Regions from separate parts of the Mus musculus genome. Here region 2 is linked to region 1. A link is a contact called in public HiChIP or PLAC-seq data. All regions are on one chromosome and are shown on one strand. The core of a region is the stretch at or near the end of the contact, and the rest is flanking DNA. Distances in the headings are between cores, read along the strand shown.

Region 1 (4,130 bases), core at 411-2,910:
CTTTAGGAGTCAAGGTCCCAGCCCCTGGAATTAGGATTCAGGGTTAGAGGGAGTCTGTCTGTCTGCCTGTCTGTCATCTTTGCTTGTCTTGCCTGATTTCTTTCTTTCTTGCTGTAAATGGCCCCACTCAAAGAAGCAGAAAAGGTGGCTGCTGCTGAGATGACTTCATGAGCAAAGGCACGTGCTGCTGGCTTTGATCTCCAGAACCCACGTGGCAGGAGAACTGACTCAAGTTGTCCTCTGACCTCTACATGTGTGCTTTGGCACACATGTGCATGCACATACATGCACACATACACAAAATAAATGAATGTTAAAGAGAAAAAGAAATATGGCTGCTTCCACATCCTTTCAGCCACAGATCTTAGAAGCCAAAACTACTTTTTCAGCGTAAACCAAGAATCACAAGGACAGCTCTGCTCATATCACATGACTCCATTGCACCAATGAGTGTGTCCAAGGAAATGGGATACTGTGATTGGCCAAGCCTAAGTCACATACGTGTCCAGGGAGGGAAAGATTACATTATCAGAAGAATGGACATAAGGAAGTTGGATAAAAAAGACAAAAACAGAACAAACAAACAAAACACCAGTTGTAGTTTACTAAAGGTATTTAGATGTAGACAGTGATCTTTCAAAAATTAATGCTAAATATGTTCCTTTCAAGTTAAAGTTTTCTAATGGCTTCTTATGACACCCAGGAGAAATTCCAACCCTTCCTTCTAATTTAGAACTGTTGTTCTTACTTAAGTTTTTTTTTTTTTTACATATATATTACTTTTTATTTTTTATTTATTTTTATTTTTTTCTTCCCTCTCACTCAAGGTGGGCACTCATTGTGGACACGATAAGGCTTTTCCTACCATATGCCAATTAAGCTCATTATTGGTGGAAAGCCTGGCTTCTTCTGGCTATTTAGGCTTTATTTTAAGTATCACTTCCAGAATGAGGACCACCCTGATCACACAGTATAGATGCGTGCTTGTCTGTTGCTGGGATAAAAGACCCTGACCAAAAGCAACTTAGCAGGGGAGGGGAGCTTACTGGGAACACAGTCCATTAAGGTGAGGAAGTATGGCGGCAGGAAAATGAGGATGGCCTGGCAGTCAGGAAGCAGAGCAACCATGTTTCACCCTCACAGAGAGGGGAGAGAAAGAGAGACAGACAGACAGACAGACAGACAGACAGACAGACAGACAGACAGATACAAATACACACAGAGAGAGACAGAGAAACAGAGACAGGCAGAGACAGACAGACAGAGACAGGCAGAGAGAGAAACAGAGAGACAGAGGCCTGGTCCCCAGTGATTAACTTCCTCCAACAAGGCTCCAAACCTAAACGTTCTATAACCTTTGCAAACAGCACCACCAAGTGGCAAACAAGTGCGAGCCTGTGGGAGCCATTTCATATTTAACCTACAACACTACCTACACATCCTTCTCAGCATAGCATTTATCATTAATGTGCATTTCCTCTTTTTGGCTTGTTTATTCTGTTAGAGTTATTTTCCTTCTTACTAAGTCTGTACTTCATATTGTCCCGCACCATAGCCGTTTAGCATAATCCTAGATGCACAGTGCCTAAGACGTGCCCTACAGAGACGTCAACAATATTAACTGAGTGAGTCTGTGTGACCATCGCTGACCTGGCTCGCTGAGTCATGGCAAGAACTAGTGTGTACTCACTCCTGCAGAAACTCACAAGGCTCCAGCTGCCCCGGTTCCACAGCGCTGAGTCATGGCTGCTGGGAATCCTCTGTCTCGCAGGCTGACTGACTTAGTTGCTTTTCTGTTGCTGTGGTAAAACATCAAACAACCAAAAGCAACTTACGGGAAAATCCTTGGTTTTGGCTTTCGGTTCCAGAGGGATAAAATTCCACCGTGGCCTGGAAGCCTGGCGGGCGTGGTGACATGGCAGCAGGCAGTGACTGGAGCAGAAAGCTAGGAACTCACACCCCCAACCACAAGCACAAACTTGGGAGAGTAAACTGCACGCGGGGAGAGGCCATCTAAGCTTGACCGCTGACCCCAGTGACATACAAGACCTCGCGTCTTAAACCTCCCCAAATAGCACCAGTGACTGGGGTCTAAGTTTTCTCCCACCTGAGCCTATGGAGTTCACATTCAAAGCACCACACAGACGCTCTGCTGTGACAGGTAGTGTCAGGGTGTTTCCCTTTATAACTCCCACAGCCTCCCTCTAGCTTGGGTTCTGAACTCCCGCTTAGACCTTAATTTTCTCTATTAATAATTCTCTATTAATAATTCTCTATTAATAATTCTCTATTAATAATTCGTGTTTGGTTATTTGCAGACTAGTCTCTCCTGCTCTTCCTTCCAGATCAAAGATATTAAACTCATTTATCTGAGATAACAATATTCTTTTCCAAGAATAGACATCCTATATAGGAATAGTTGCTTTAACTAATAATAAAAATTATGTCCATGCATGTACTAATTTTATGTATGGTATAGTAAACATTTTTCATACTAATCTCAACTCCAGAAAGTCTAGAATAAATAGTCATATTTGTAGCCAAAAAACAGGTTCAGAGCAGGAGCCTGCTGAACATCACACAGTCATCTCCCAGTGGAGGTGGGACTGTTTTCAAGTCTCTCCAATTCTGAAGCCCGCGTGGAGATGTGTCTCTAAAGATTTTCATCATGCTAACATTAATTCTAAGGCTAACAGGAAAACACAACGAGTCAATGAAAAATATTTTTAGTTGAATATGACTCAGTGTTGGCGTGAAAACATGTCTGCAACACTGGTTAGTGAGGAAGAGACAACGTAGAGGGAGGAGAGTCACCCCGGAGTGCTGGGCGCTAGCCAAGCATGTGGGTTCTGCAAGCTCTGTTGAACGGGGAATGGCTCAGAGCATCAGCACTGGATAAGACACTCAGTGCAGAGGACAGGTCAGAATGAAAGCAAGAGCTCTAGGTACATGTAAACACAGGCACAGGCACAAACAAGAATAGTGCCCAGACCACAGAAGTGAGCATGAAAACACCCATGGAAGGAGTTACAGAGACAAAGTTTGGTGCTGAGACAAAAGGATGGAGCATCTAGAGACTGCCATATCCAGGGATCCATCCCATAATCAGCCTCCAAACGCTGACACCATTGCATACACTAGCAAGATTGTGCTGATAGGACCCTGATATAGCTGTTTCTTTTGTTGCCGGGGCCTAGCAAACACATAAGTGGATGCTCACAGTCAGCTATTGGATGGATCACAGGGCCCCCAATGGAGGAGCTAGAGAAAATACCCAAGGAGCTAAAGGGATCTGCAACCCTATAGGTGGAGCAACATTATGAACTAACCAGTACCCTGGAGCTCTTGACTCTAGCTGCATATGTATCAAAAGATGGCCTAGTCGGCCATCACTGGAAAGAGAGGCCCATTGGACTTGCAAACTTTATATGCCCCAGTACAGGGGAACACCAGGGCCAAAAAGTGGGAGTGGGTGGGTAGGGGTGGGGAGGGTATGGGGGACTTTTGGGATAGCGTTGGAAATGTAAATGAGGAAAATACCTAATTAAAAAAAAAAAGAAGAAGTGAGCATGAATCCACCTCTCCCAGCTGATGTAAGGACATAGGTGTTTGACTCTTCTCTAGCTTTGGCCTTACACTAGTTTCCCCTCTTTTCAGACAGGATATATTAAGATGTCTGGTCTCAGAATGACTTGGCTTCTTCAGTATCCAATCCAATCAATGCCCCGAATTCTTAAACCTCTCTTCAAATCACCTGTAGTAGCCTAGGCCCCATAATAAGCTCTTCCCAATGCCCAGCCCTTACTGAAATGTCTCATGGATGCCCGTACTCTTTAACCACAGAGAATGATAAGCCCAGCTTGTGGCTGGCTGCTCATGGTGGTTTGAGGCAGGAGAGCACTGCTAAGTACTGCCATCTCACTATCGACTGTGATGCTAACTCATCTCTATTGTCACAAGTTTGTGTGGGACAACACAGCTAAACTGTTAGTGATGGCTAGTTCTGGTAGAGATTTTACCTTTAAGTTATATATGATGTGTGTGTGTGTGTGTGTGTGTGTGTGTGTGTGTGTGTGTGTGTGTGTGTGTGTGTGTGTGTAGGCCAGGGTTGATGTTAGGCATCTTCCTCA
Region 2 (4,130 bases), core at 668-3,167, 76 kb before region 1:
CCTGCCTCTCCCCACCCCCCCAACACCCCCCACCCCCCGTATAAACATTCATGAGCATCGTTCCTCTCAGCTGTGGTGCTCCACTTTATGATGATGTTACAACGTTTGCATTCCAGACAGCAACTTCTCGCTGGTTACTTGAGTGAGAGCTGTAGGTGTGGTTTTTCTGACTCCCTTTTCCATGGTGTCTTCTGACAAACAGGAATTCTGATTTTACTATAGGGATGCTTCTTCAGTCTTCTGTAGCTAGCAGACTTTGTGTCTCATATGAAATTCTTCCTTCTCCTCACCTACAGTCATTAAGTTTTTTCTTATACATTCTCTTCTAAAAGTTTTCTCTCTCATATTTAGGTTTTATAAAGTAGAGATCCAACTTCTCTTTTTTCCTGAAGGATCAATGATCGTTCCAGCATGATTTAGTAACTACACTAATCTATTTTCATTGTTTTTCCATGGCAGCCACACCACACATTATGTTTTCATGTGACTTTCTGCTTCTGGGCTCAGTAATAAGTTCTGGACAGGACAAATGGTCTATTCCTGTGTCAGTATGACACTACATATTATTTTCTGCAGTGCTGTGTGTTAAACCCAGAGCATCATGCATATGAAACAAAGGATGTGTGATTGAGCATATGATAAGCCCAAGTACTGTCTTTTTTTTTAAGATTGATTTATTTATTTTATGTGAGTACACTGTAGCTGTCTTCAGACACCCCAGAAGAGGACATCTGATCCCATTACAGATGGTTGTGAACCACCACGTGGTTGCTGGGAACTGAACTCAGGACCTCTGGAAGAGCAGTCAGTGCTCTTAACAGCCGAGCCATCTCTCCAGCCCCTCCAATACTGTCTTATTTAACAACTTTATGAGTCATCTTTGCACCCTTGGCTTTAACATGCACCTTAATTTCAATGTGCACATGCACATGAGCGTGTGAGTGCATATACACTTTGCATGGGATTAGTTCATCAGATTAATTTTAAAAAGTGAGCTAGGTATAGTAATTGTAATCTCATTTATGATGAGCATTTGAGATTGACATAGGAGAATGTGATTTTTTTAGGGCAGCTTAGGTTACACATAACCTAGGCTTTGTAAAGCAAAACTCTGCCTCAGAATAAAATCAACAAATGAAGCTGGGCGTGGCAGTACAGACTTGTAATCCTAGCACTCAAGAGGCTGAAGCAGGAGTATTGCCACAAGTTCATGCTATCCAGAACTACACAGTGAGACCCTGTTTCAAAACTAAACCAAGTCAAAACAAAATCAACAAAAAACTCTGATAGGATTTTGATTGGAATCAGTTAGCAGGTCATTTTGGGGAGAACTAAATTCTGTTCTAATGATATTGATATTTTATCTAACATCATGTTCCTTCCATCCAAATATAACTTCTTTAAGGTACACCAATGAAGCTTTAAACACCCCCAAGAAGTCCCATAATATGTACCTGTGAAGGTTTGCATAGTCATGGCCTCCATAGATTCATGCATTTGAATGCTTGGCCCATAGGGAATGGCACTATTAGGAGGTGTGGCTTTGTTAAAGTAGGTGTGGCCTTGCTGGAGGAAGTGTGTCAGTAGTGATGCATTTAGCTAATTATTTTGTGCTCCCAGCAAGCTGTGCTCCCAGCCACCCACCAGAGCCCTCTGGATTCTCAAATCACACACACACACACACACACACACACACACACACACACACACACACACACACGCCAGTTAATTTTTATGCCTTGACTAGCTTAATGGTTGGCTTTTCTAATCTGCTCTGCTGCTAGAAAACACTCCCCTCTGGTACTCCTGAATTAATATGTTTTAAAAATCTGTATTTCATGTTTGCAACTCCAAACTCAATTGGGGAAGTGACCCATGTGGCCACTTTCCCTGATTCTCACACATCAGCAGGCCTTTAGGTCTGGTTTTTCTTCTTCCCCCATCATGGTGATCTCTGCTTCTTCCCTTTCTCCCAGTTCCTAGCCCATGCAAATCTCAAAGTCCTGCCTCAGTCTTCTTACCCAGACATTGGCCATTGGTTCTTTATTGATCAATCAAAAGCCAGTTGTGGACAAGGGCCCTCTGTGTTTGGACATGCAGATTCCCAATTTGGGGGGCTGGATTAACTCAAAGCATTAGAACCAATCCCCAGCATATCACTGTGAGGCAGGCTTTGAGGTCTCCTCTGCTCATGCTATGCCCAGTGTGACACACAATCTCCTTCTGCTGCCTGCAGATCCAGATGTAGAACTCTGAGCTCCTTCTCTAGTACCATGTCTGCCTGCATGCTGTCATGCTTCCCACCATGACGATAATGGACTAAAACTCTGAAACTGCAAGCCAGCCCTAATCAAATGTTTGCCTTTATAAGAGCTGCTGTGATCATGGTGTCTCCTCACAGCAATTAAACCGTAACTAAGACAGGTATTCCTGTTAAGATTTCTTTCTTTTATGAAAAAATATTTATATGTATGTGACTATGTGAATGTATGCCATATGTATATGGGTGCCCGAGGAAGCAAGAAGAGGGCCTTGGAGCCTCTGGAGCTGTATTTAAAGGTGGTTGTAGGCTGCCTAAAGTGGGTGATAGGAACCAAACCTGGGTTCTCTGGAAGAACACTGTCTTATTGTCTTAATTAGTGTTTTACTGCTGTGAACAGACACCATGACCAAGGCAAGTCTTATAAAGAACAACATTTAATTGGGGCTGGCTTACAGGTTCAGAGGTTCAATCCATTATCATCAAGGCAGGAGCATGGCAATGCCCATACAGGTATGTCCAGGCAGGTATGATTCAGGAGAAGACTGGCTGAAGCTAGGACTAGGGTATTAAAGCCCACATCCACAGTGACACACCTACTCCAACAAGGCCACACCTCCTAATAGTGCTACTCCCTGGGCTAAGCATATACAAACCGTCACACTTACTGTTCTATTGCTGTGAAGAGACACCATGACCAAGGTACCTCATAAAAGAAAACATTTAATTGGTGGCTTGCCTGCAGTTTCAGGGGGTCAGTCCATGACCATTACTGTGGGAAACAGGCATGGCACTGGAACACAGCTGAGAGCTTTATATCCTGATCCACAGGCAACAGGGAGAGGGAGAGAGAGGGGGAGAGAGAGATAGAGACAGAGACAGACAGACAGACAAGGCCTGGCGTTGGCACACCTCCTCCAAGAAGGTCACAGTTCTAAACCTTTCCAAACAATTCATCAAATGGGGACTAAGTTTGCAACATATATGAGCCTATGGGGGCCATTTTCATTCAGACTGCCACAAGCAAAAGTACTCTTAACTGAGTCATCTCTCAGCGCTCAAGACTTATTCCTAAGGAGCTAGATAGAGATCCAGCTCAGCGGTAGAATGCTTGCTTTGGTGCAAGGTATTGACTTTGATCTCAAGCACTGCAGCAAACAGGAAAGCCAAACTTTGATTTCTGCAGTGAAACATAGCTCAGGATGGTAAAAGCACTTGCCTCCCAAGGCCAACAGCCTGAGTTTGATCCCTAGAACACAGGGAAAAACATGGCTTGCCATCTGTAATCCCAGCATTCTTAGGAGGCAGACAGGAGAACTGTGGAAGCTTACACACCAGTTACCCTGGAGTATACTTTACAGCAGAAGCTGGAGGCATCTTGTTTTGAAACAAGGTGAAAGCTAAAATGAACTCCCAAAAGTTGTCCTCTAACTTCCACATACATGTGTCCATATGTACACACATGTGCAAATACACATACTAATAACAAATGAAAAATAAAATAACAACGACAACACACACACACACACATCCTAAAAGAAGATAGCAACATTGTTCCCATGCATTATGGCTCCTCTATGAGATTAATTTTGGGTGAGATTAATTAAGCAGGGTTTACAAGATCCTAAATCGATTAAGATTTTTAGGAATTTGCTGTAGATACAGGCATTGGCTCACACACAAAGAGAGAAAAAAATAGGGTTATAAAAAGCACACAGGTTTCCCTTATATCTTTTTTCTTGGGCCAATGCGTGCTCATTTTCTTTTAAAAGTGAAAAGGAGCAAAAATAGATAAAAAGCAGAAAAGGAGGGTCATGAGAACTGTGTAAGAGTTTTGAAATTGCCGACTTATGAGAGAGAGGATTGAGAA

The links. HiChIP or PLAC-seq counts read pairs in DNA pulled down with a chosen protein or histone mark.
Region 2: an H3K4me3 HiChIP or PLAC-seq map of bone marrow-derived macrophages shows a contact between it and region 1, with 2.4 times the contacts expected there. The contact joins two enhancer-like sites. A contact is called at or near these places in 4 of 39 promoter capture datasets (the C10 cell line, embryonic stem cells, hippocampal neurons and 1 more), 12 of 15 datasets of contacts at CTCF or cohesin (CD8 T cells, the G1E-ER4 cell line, the NIH/3T3 cell line and 6 more), 262 of 484 Hi-C or Micro-C datasets (2-cell-like embryonic stem cells, the 3T3-L1 cell line, 3T3-L1-derived adipocytes and 127 more), 45 of 115 datasets of contacts at active chromatin or transcription factors (CD4 T cells, CD4 single positive thymocytes, CD8 T cells and 27 more) and 6 of 9 other capture datasets (adipose tissue, bone marrow-derived macrophages, embryonic stem cells and 3 more).

The regions. Positions count from the first base shown.
Region 1 is chr6:82,906,906-82,911,035 of GRCm38.p6, reverse strand. No RefSeq gene overlaps it. Among named protein-coding and RNA genes, the nearest start is that of 2310069B03Rik, 27 kb to the right of the region's middle. Within about 2 kb of position 1,660, at least 137 of the 459 cell types and tissues checked have an H3K27ac peak or open chromatin away from gene starts, as enhancers often do. A contact at or near this core is called in bone marrow-derived macrophages, where this site is marked.
Region 2 is chr6:82,982,993-82,987,122 of GRCm38.p6, reverse strand. All of the region lies in intron 4 of M1ap (meiosis 1 associated protein), which reads right to left. Among named protein-coding and RNA genes, the nearest start is that of Gm32644, 37 kb to the left of the region's middle. Within about 2 kb of position 1,917, at least 2 of the 459 cell types and tissues checked have an H3K27ac peak or open chromatin away from gene starts, as enhancers often do. A contact at or near this core is called in bone marrow-derived macrophages, where this site is marked.